3 separate regions of the Mus musculus genome follow, and all the other regions are linked to region 3. Evidence: chromatin contacts called from public HiChIP or PLAC-seq data. All regions are on one chromosome and are shown on one strand. Each heading gives the region's core, a stretch centred on a gene start, on an enhancer-like site or on the middle of the called end of the contact. The rest is flanking DNA. Distances are from core to core; before and after follow the strand shown. Region 1 overlaps Gm42089 (a long non-coding RNA gene). Region 2 has its middle 60 kb from the start of Hlf. Region 3 holds the start of Stxbp4 (syntaxin binding protein 4).

Region 1 (3,151 bases), core at 98-2,597, 440 kb before region 3:
CTACACAGACAGAGTGCATCCCTGGGTACCAACAACAGAGCTTTCCAAATTGTGGTTAAAATCTATTTGAACCATGCCTGAGATGGGAAAGCATAAAAATTATGGCTGATTTTTCTCATGCACCATTTCTGGGAGACGGAATGGTGGATCTGCTGGCCCGCTCATCTCTCTCACTCTGAGCCCATATCATAAGCTCTCTACCCCCAAGAAATGTCAAGGGCATAGACCAAGAGTTAAAAATCGTTCTTTAGGGAACACGAGCTGCCAAGTCCATCCCCTTAATCTGGCTGACAGAGTTGCATTTTGCTTTGGCTTGCACAATGACAGGGCTAGAGAGGACTCTCATGGTCAATGAGTCCAAACCAGGAGTACATGGCAAGCAGACAGGATCAGTGTCCTGCTTGGAGGCTGAGGAGGTGGCTCAGTGGGTAAGGCACTGACCTTCAGAAGCCATGCAAGCTTGGCACCATAGCCATACCCTGCGATTCCACCTTTCCTGTGGCGGGACAGGAGGCAGAGACACTGCCTCCAACAAGGTGAAAGCAAGGATTGACAGAGAAGTTATCTTCTGACCTCCATACATGTGCCATGATGTCCCCCAAACTGCATACCTGTACCCACATACATGAATGAATGTGTACATACACACACACACACACACACACACACACACACACACACACACACACACGATCTTTTTTAATCCTCTGATCCACATGGTACCTGGCTTGCTAATGCCAGAACACAGGCCTCTATGGTGCCTTCCTAATTCACACCCAACATGATTTTCTTAATGCAACTTTTGCTAGTAGGAGTGCCAAAAAATTCCCAGTTGGTAAGACTTCCCAGGGTCTCCAACTCAATCTTACCCAGTTTCACAGAGTATTTTTTAAACAGAGGTGTATGGCCACACTTGCTCAGGGTGGCTTTTTTTCATTGGCCATTCCATTCGCTACACTGAGTTTTTCAGAGTTCTTATACTCTGTAAGAGAGTAAGGACCCTTTTTCATTCACAGGTCAGCCCTCCCCTAAGTGCCCTGAGGTTATGCTCTAAATTTACCAACCTTGCATCCTGATTGAGTCATGCCAGAAACACAGGGACCTATATGGTGCATCCATACACTAGAATGCCAAGCCTGAAAAAGGAAGTGCAGACCATGAGCTCATGGTGTCATATGCCTGTAATCCCTGCACTCTAGACTTAGAGGCAGAAGGGACAATCAACAAGATCAAAGCTAGCCTGGGCTACATAAGTGAGTTCGTGCCTCAAAAACAAACAAAGAAGGATGAGGCAAGTCCACTTTTTGTGGAGTGCAGTAGAAAGAGGGCTGTGGCACATTGTTAGAAAAAGAAAAACCAGTTATAATAGGGTGAGGATGAGTGTGATACAGCCTCCTCTGTGGGTATTTGCATGCTCATACTTTACACATATAAACATCTGAATGAATTCATTGCAAAACTTTTAATAGTGGTTACTTTTTAAAATATTTTTATTATGTATTTTCCTCATTTACATTTCCAATGCTATCCCAAAAGTCCCCCATATCCTACCCCGCACTCCCCTACCCACCCATTCCCACTTTTTGGCCCTGGCGTTCCCCTGTACTGGGGCATAGAAAGTTTGGTGTCCAATGGGCCTCTCTTTCCAGTGACGGCTGACTAGGCCATCTTTTGATACATATGCAGCTAGAGTCAAGAGCTCCGGGGTACTGGTTAGTTCATAATGTTGTTGCACCTACAGGGTTGCAGATCTCTTTAGCTCTTTGGAAACTTTCTCTAGCTCCTCCATTGGGGGTCCTGTGATCCATCCAATAGCTGACTGTGAGCATCCACTTCTGTGTTTGCTAGGCCCCGGCCTAGTCTCACAAGAGACAGCTATATCAGGGTCCTTTCAGCAAATGCTTGCTAGTGTATGTAATGGTGTCATCGTTTGGAGGCTAATTATGGGATGGATCCGTGGATATGGCAGTCTCTAGATGGTCCATCCTTTTGTCTCAGCTCCAAACTTTGTCTTTGTAACTCCTTCCATGGGTGACTGTTTCCAATTCTAAGAAGGGGCAAAGTGTCCACACTTTGGCCTTCGTTCTTCTTGAGTTTCATGTGTTTTGCAAAGTGTATCTTATATCTAGGGTATACTAAGTTTCTGGGCTAATATCCACTTATCAATGAGTACATATCATTTGAGTTCTTTTATGATTGTGTTACCTCACTCAGGATGATGCCCTCCAGGTCCAACCATTTGCCTAGGAATTTCATAAATTCATTCCTTTTAATAACTGAGTAGTACTCCATTGTGTAAATGTACCACATTTTTTGTATCCATTCCTCTGTTGAGGGGCACCTGGGTTCTTTCCAGCTTCTGGCTATTATAAATAAGGCTGCTATGAACATAGTGGAGCATGTGTCCTTCTTACCGGTTGGGACATCTTCTGGATCTATGCCCAGGAGAGGTATTGCAGGATCCTCTGGTAGTACTATGTCCAATTTTCTGAGGAACCGCCAGACTGATTTCCAGAGTGGTTGTACAAGCTTGCAATCCCACCAACAATGGAGGAGTGTTCCTCTTTCTCCACATCCTCACCAGCATCTGCTGTCACCTGAATTTTTGATCTTAGCCATTCTGACTGATGTAAGGTGGAATCTCAGGGTTGTTTTGATTTGCATTTCCCTGATAATTAAGGATGTTGAACATTTTTTCAGGTGTTTCTCGGCCATTTGTTATTCCTCAGGTGAGAATTCTTTGTTTAGCTCTGAGCCCCATTTTTTAATGGGGTTATTTGATTTCTGGAGTCCACCTTCTTGAGTTCTTTATATATATTGGATATTAGTCCCCTATCTAATTTAGGATAGGTAAAGATCCTTTCCCAATCTGTTGGTGGCCTTTTTGTCTTATTGACGGTGTCTTTTGCCTTGCAGAAGCTTTGCAGTTTCATGAAGTCCCATTTGTCAATTCTCGATCTTACAGCACAAGCCATTGCTGTTCTATTCAGAAATTTTTCCCCTGTGCCCATATCTTCGAGGCTTTTCCCCACTTTCTCCTCTATAAGTTTCAGTGTCTCTGGTTTTATGTGAAGTTCCTTGATCCACTTAGATTTGACCTTAGTACAAGGAGATAGGAATGGATCGATTCGCATTCTTCTACATGATAACC
Region 2 (3,156 bases), core at 126-2,625, 310 kb before region 3:
GCTCAGTCTCCTATAGTTTCAACTGGGTGATTGATTGCTGATGGGAAATCAATCCTATTGACACAGTCATGGGGAAGCACTACTGGTATGTAGTGGGTAAACACCAAGGATGCGGATGAACATTCTATGATCCTCCAGGCAGTCTTCCTAGTAAATTGTCTTGGCCTGAAATGACAATCGTGTCAACATGGAGACATCTTCTACATTGCGACAGGAAGTTTTGAGAGTAGAAAATGGTTCTCTCATTTCAGACTTCGGGAACCAGATGAGGACCAGAGCTGGTGAACTGAAAATAATAAGAAGCCTCCAGCAATAACACCTCCTGGTCAGAGATATCGCCTTATTGGAACTTTGTTTCCAAACTTCTGTGGGGGTGTTGGAGATCTTGTCAAAGAATGGGTCCCCACGGCAGGGGAGTAGCCAGCACTGCATGGGGAGCAGCTAGCTCTGACCCTCCTCTCCTCTGTCTGGTGGAAGTAGTTCTAGTAATGATGCAACTTTTAAAATTTTTTTTATTATTGTCTAGAAAGCCTTGATTTGCTTCTTCTATCCAATGTCATCTAAAAAAAATCAGGGCATTAAAATAAATAAATTTAATAAATCAGAAAAAAGAATAGTTAATATTGTGTTTTTACATTTCTATTAATTTTTGTTTGTTCATTGTTTTTAAGGCAGTACTGCCTCACTGTGTAGCAGATGCTGGTTGGAACTCATCGTGATCCTTCTGCCTCAGACTCTCAGGGAACAGAGATTACAGGCATGTAACACTACCAGAGCTTTCTTGTTAGTGTATTTTGCATGTTTGTGTGTTACTATGTTTGTAACATGTGGGTCCATACGGATGTACTTGTGTGTAGAGGCCAGAGGCCAATCTTCAGTACCTTTCTCCAGGAACCTCTACTTTGTCTTTAGAGACAGCCTCTCACTGGTACCCAAGGCTCACTGAGGAAGCTGACTGGCCATCGTGCCCAGGGATTCTCCCGTCTGCTTCTCCAGTGCTGAGATTACAAATGCCCACCCCCACACTTGAGCTTTCTATGGGCGCCGGAAAAGAACCCAGGTCCTGGCGTTTGCACAGCATGCACATCGCTATAGATTTGTGTTTATACCTTAATATTGGTAAATTTGTTAACTACTGGCTGTCAGAATCACACTTTTTAGGGTATTCAGTCAATGGCCAAGATGACTCTTTTTCACAGCAAGATTTCCTCATGTGTGGGCAAGTGGAGAACGTTCAACAATCGAATTTCTAAAACTTTCTTTCACTTAAAGCAACAGGTTTACAAATAGGAATTTTCCAAAAAGAATTCGAATAATCATGTGTCTGTAAGATGGGCAGTGATTCATTTTTTAAAATCCCATTTCCCAATAGGTTCCTCCAAATTACAACACTCCTGATGTCTTTGTTTTCCTTTGGGGTCTAGTCTAGCAGTGTTCCAAGTTTCAACAACTAAAATTTTCCACTAACATACCTTCAGCAGACATTGCATAATTCCAATTGTATTCTGCAAATACTTGGATGAATTTATTCTGAGAAAAGACGACGTGGTTGGATAATAAAGAATAGTAACATTATCTCATTTCGGATTACTTCCAGTTAGGCATCGTGACACAATCCTTTACTCCCCGACACTTGGAACGTGGAGGCAGGACTATGAAGACTTCAGTGTCATCATGAGCTACATAATTAATTAAGAGCCAGACTGGGATATATGAAATCCTATTTCAACAAGACAGAACAAACCACAAATCACTTCTGAATAACAGGCCTCTTACTACCTAGACTTAAGGCTGACCCATCTTGCCACCAGCCTTTGGTGTGCACCTACTAGGGTGATCCTTGGTGTGCACCTACTAAGTGTGATCTCTTGAGGAGATGTTTTATTAGGGTTAGGCTATCCATGCCAAGAAGGCATCAATAAATAACAGTGCTCCAAGATAAGATTGTTTTCCAAGTTTGTTGTTGTGTTTCGTGTGTGTGTGTGTGTGTGTGTGTGTGTGTGTGTGTGTGTGTTTGCATGTGTACAAACACATGTGTATGAATGGATTTAGCGATCAGTAAGCAATGTCAGCTGCTGATCCTTAAGTCTAATCTACTTTGTGTTTGTTTGTTTGTTTGTTTGTTTGTTTGGCTGGTTGGTTTTTGAGTCATGGTCTCTTGTTGATCTGGGACTTGTCAAGTAGTCTAAGAGGCTGGCCAAAGCATCATGGGGAGTTGCTTGTTTCTATTTCCCTGGGCCCTGAGATTGCAAGCACAGAATACCACATCCAGCTTTTTAAATTTTTACTTATTGTTTATTTTATCTATTTGCAGTATATTCTTGGGGGATCAAACACAGGTCATCAGTCTTGCAAGAAAAACACTTTACTGTCTAAGCCACACACCCCCACCCCATCCTTGGCTGTGTCTCTTTACTTAATCTTAGTCAAAAAAACAAGGAGATTTGTTGTGCATCTTAAAAAAAATCTTAGCAAATCAAATCTGTGAAAAGACAGAAACACGGGTTTGTTGTTGTTATGGCTGGGTCCCCCCCCCCTCCAAATGATAGCACAATGAAGTAGTTAGGGTTAGGATGAAATCACAGTCTCAGGTATGGAGGCTCTGTCATCAAAGATGCCTGGCATATTTTGGGCCATGCTACACTGTGAACGGATGCAATTAACTCCATACTCGAGGAGGGTAGCGACCACAGGAGACCACCATAAGCAGCCTTGAGCGGACATGGGGTGAAATTCTAAGGTGGGAGCAACTGCTGCCAACCTGTGACACTTCAGGACAGTTCACAGAAAGTAATTTCAATTTATAATGAAGAGTGGGCAGGACTTAGATACTCAGAGCATACACTCCGTCCTAGAAGAGAGGAGACAGAGATGAAGGTCTTCCTGTGCTCATTTCTCAATCTATAGAACAATAATCAGGTCACCGTTGTGCTTTGGGTCTAGTATGGGAAACCAGCCAAAGGAAAGGAAGGGTGCTGCATGAAACCCTGCGGCCTGTTGTAACTGTGATTGTGTGGAGCAGTGCGCAGCATTCTGCAAGTCGTCTTTCTTCACAAGCCCACAGACTTCTTATGAAGAGAGTGAGGAAAATTGCTAACTGGAACACAGAAAGTGCACCTTCTGGTTCAAACATTATTTAAGGATGCCAGGAGAGGT
Region 3 (3,206 bases), core at 402-2,901:
CTGCACGCTCCACACGGACCCTGGTTTTTTTTGTTGTTGTTTGTCTTTGTTGATATTCAATCCTATCCAACTTATTTCTGTCTCTGGACTTGTGTACGATGTGAGATTTTTGTCTCGTGGGTAGCTCTTTCACAGTTTGGGAGTAGGCTCAAATGTCACCCCCAGGAAGACCTTCTTTTACCTCTTTAGACCTTCTTTTACCCTCCTCATTGTCACTCTCAATGACTTCATGCCATCATCAGCTAGTTTCATAGCAGACACTGTTAGTTGAAATTCCTTTATTTTACATTTATTTTCTGAGTCCTTCAGTAGAGGCTGCAGTCAATAACAAAAGTGATTGTGCCTGACTTAGTTTGGAATGTCCCCAGCAAACTAAAAAGGTGTATGGCTCAGTGAGAGTCAAGGAATACGTGCTGATTGACTGATAGCTCTTCCAGTTTTCGGTTCCAATCCACAATGTGGGGATAGTTAGACCCACAGAGGCCATCAGAAATAAGCTCTAGCTTATGGAGGTGGAAAGGTGGGCACGAGAGAGCTATTGGCTTCTTACAGCTTCTGGAAGAAGGAAAGTCAGTTTTCTTTAATGGTGCAATTGATCACACCGATCACACTCACAGACTAACACATCAATGAGTTAGTTCGCCTTCAGCCTGGACTCTGGATAATAATAATGTGGGGGGGGGGGTAGTTTTGGGAGGAGCCTGGAGTAGGGGATGAATATGACCCAAATACAGAGTAAAATACCCTCAAAGAATTAATAAAACCAAACCATTATTTTGAAAAAGAAATGACCTAACTTTTATAAAATTCTTACTATGCTTCAAGCAATGGCAAAAATCATATTATATTCTTACCCTCCTTGAATTACTGTGATTTCCATTCACGAAATAGGGCCATCAGGTTACGGAGAAGTCATATTAAAATTAAACTTATGCAAGGACAAGACTTGTGTAAATTCATTGATGCTTAACCTCCGAATCTGCTCTCAGTGCTATTTAATATTTATTGGTCCTTGTTTGTGGAACATTTAGAGAACTGAAGAAAGCTTTAGCGTATTTCCCAGGGGTCTGTGCCTGCAAGATGCACGTCTTTATTCCTTCAGTCCCTCCTTTAAAGGCCCTCCTGTCCTGGTCCCTCTATTCTGAACAAACTTGGTTTTTTCGGCGGCTGTCTGACCTAATGGTTTTGCTGGGTAAACAGCAGAGGGGTGATGAGCGCAGTGGGAGACATCTGCCCATGGGGCTGAGAAGATGCACAGGTCGGGGTGTTGGAGAGAAAGGCGGTTCTCATACTAAGTGTTCCAGAAAGAGGGACGTTGGTTTGCCTGCGCTCAGTCAGCGGCGGAAAGCAACGGGGCTGAGCGAACCCCAAGTGAGAGCCCCGCGGCAGAGCTGCCGCTGGGGGCCGCTAGGTCGAGACAAAGGCTGGCGAAGTTTGGGGAGATGGGGATACAAGCCCCAGTGAGGAGCTTGCACGCCGAAGGCCCAAATGCATTTTCTGCAAAGTAAACTAAAGAAGCATCCCAAGGAAACAAAAGTGCGAGGCACAGTCACTTAGCAAGAAAACGCGAACTTACCCTCTTCGGGCCACCCGGCCTCCGTAGCGCCACTGCTAACTGTGGAATCTGGTAGTCAAGGCAGCAGCGGAGGCTCAAGCCGGGTACCGCGAGACTCGCGAGGTCTCGCGAGATCTCGCCAGCGGCCCCGCCAGGCGGGCATTCTTTCCGGGGGGTTATGGGAGGGCTCTGGTGTCCGGGATGGAGGTTGGTGGCTTCGTGTGGCCGGGGCTGGAGGCAGCCCGGGTGGTCAGGGCGGACTGTGGTGAACGCAGAGCTGGTGCTTAGGCCCGGGTGGGATGGGCTCGGAGGCGCGGAGCGGGGTCTGAGACGCCTCGGGACATGGAAGCGCCCGTGCGGGGTCCGGGGGCCCGCGACGCAGCCGCCACGGCGGCCGAGGAGCAGCAACCCTTTCCAGCGCGCGCAGGAGGACGAGTGGCGGCGGCGGAACAAGACGGTGCTCACCTACGTGGCCGCGGCCGCCGTGGGCATGCTGGGGGCCTCCTACGCCGCGGTGCCCCTCTATCGGCTCTACTGCCAGGTAAGGGAGGGGACGAAGCGCGGCACGGATCCCACCTGAGCCATCCCCCTGCCGGGGAGGCCGAGGTCACCCGCCGGAGGGGGGAGGGGGGCGTCGCCTCGGATCCAGACCGGGAAGGACGTGCCCAAGGTCACTAAAAAACCTTGCAAGTGGAAGCCGGTTCCGGTAATGATGGAGCTGGTGCCACCCTTCAAAGGGCTATCAGCACAGCCATTCTGTGAAGCGCGGGGAGAAGGTACCGCTGACACTTGGTGAGTTAGAGCGGCTGTCGCATACCTGGAGGTTCACAGGACACCTCCCCTGCCCCAGATAGTTGTCCAACCTAAAATGCTAATAGTATACAGTGGTGCCGAGACCCACAGAAATGGAATTGACACTCCTGTGTTCAAGCTTTCCTCATTCTAGGTTAGCATCATCAGCCTAGGCTAGTTTAGCATCATCAGGCTAGGCTGGGTTAGCCTGAGGTTTAAAAAAAAAAAAAAAGGAAAAAAACCCTAAAATCAAGTTCCACGTTAAGCACCGATATTTCCAAAAGAATGCCCTGTTACTTGTGGAATCAACGAGTTTTAGAGAAGGAAATAAATAAATAAGGGAAGCCATAGAATGGTCCCTCTTCATGAGCAAATTAAAATGTAACCCAGGAAAACTGTGACAGACTCAGTAATATAGGCTTGAGCCCAGGACATTATTTTTCTGTTTTCTACCTTTTAGTTTAAACACCAAACTTGAGAAACTTCAATAACATGTCCCTAGAATATATAAGGAATTGTTTTGTTATTGAAAGACGGAACACTTAACTTGCTTTTTCTTCAGCGGATTTAAATCCTTTATGAAAAAAAAAATAGTTCATCTTAAAACTGAGTCTCTGAAACAGAATCATATCCTTACCTGTTAACTAAGGTCAAATTTATGATTTCTCTTTTAGGATTAAAGTTTAATTTGACAATATTGAGAGAAATTGAAAAAGCTAAGTAACGTGTGTAACAAGTGAAAGAAAGATAATAAAATATTAATATGGTAGGGTTTTTTTTTTTTTTTTTTTTTTTTTGCATCTTCCTTTAGCCTCATTCGGCTTTTTGTTTTTCTGGTGTAAGAAAGGTGAATTATCTG

The links. HiChIP or PLAC-seq counts read pairs in DNA pulled down with a chosen protein or histone mark.
Region 1: an H3K4me3 HiChIP or PLAC-seq map of bone marrow-derived macrophages shows a contact between it and region 3, with 4 times the contacts expected there. The contact joins the enhancer-like site here to the promoter of Stxbp4 in region 3. A contact is called at or near these places in 7 of 39 promoter capture datasets (the C10 cell line, the HPC-7 cell line, Sertoli cells and 4 more), 1 of 15 datasets of contacts at CTCF or cohesin (the NIH/3T3 cell line), 7 of 484 Hi-C or Micro-C datasets (CD8 T cells, bone marrow-derived macrophages, embryonic heart and 4 more), 13 of 115 datasets of contacts at active chromatin or transcription factors (astrocytes, bone marrow-derived macrophages, cardiomyocytes and 9 more) and 3 of 9 other capture datasets (adipose tissue, liver and pancreatic islet).
Region 2: a contact with region 3 is called in a CTCF HiChIP or PLAC-seq map of the NIH/3T3 cell line, with 5 read pairs. The contact joins the enhancer-like site here to the promoter of Stxbp4 in region 3. A contact is called at or near these places in 5 of 39 promoter capture datasets (the HPC-7 cell line, cranial neural crest, hematopoietic stem and progenitor cells and 2 more), 1 of 15 datasets of contacts at CTCF or cohesin (the NIH/3T3 cell line), 5 of 484 Hi-C or Micro-C datasets (the G1E-ER4 cell line, embryonic stem cells, hematopoietic stem cells and 2 more), 20 of 115 datasets of contacts at active chromatin or transcription factors (the NIH/3T3 cell line, the SCID.adh cell line, acute myeloid leukemia and 14 more) and 2 of 9 other capture datasets (adipose tissue and liver).

What each region holds. Positions count from the first base shown.
Region 1 is chr11:90,199,899-90,203,049 of GRCm38.p6, forward strand. All of the region lies in intron 1 of Gm42089 (a long non-coding RNA gene), which reads right to left. Among named protein-coding and RNA genes, the nearest start is that of Gm42089, 24 kb to the right of the region's middle. Within about 2 kb of position 1,348, at least 5 of the 459 cell types and tissues checked have an H3K27ac peak or open chromatin away from gene starts, as enhancers often do. A contact at or near this core is called in bone marrow-derived macrophages, where this site is marked.
Region 2 is chr11:90,328,981-90,332,136 of GRCm38.p6, forward strand. No RefSeq gene overlaps it. Among named protein-coding and RNA genes, the nearest start is that of Hlf, 60 kb to the right of the region's middle. Within about 2 kb of position 1,376, at least 8 of the 459 cell types and tissues checked have an H3K27ac peak or open chromatin away from gene starts, as enhancers often do. A contact at or near this core is called in the NIH/3T3 cell line, where this site is marked.
Region 3 is chr11:90,636,457-90,639,662 of GRCm38.p6, forward strand. Stxbp4 (syntaxin binding protein 4) reads right to left here and starts at 1,652. Exons shown (of 18, transcript NM_011505.2): 1 at 1,577-1,652. Cox11 (cytochrome c oxidase assembly protein 11, copper chaperone) reads left to right here and starts at 1,728. Exons shown (of 4, transcript NM_199008.2): 1 at 1,728-2,096. The coding sequence starts at 1,734.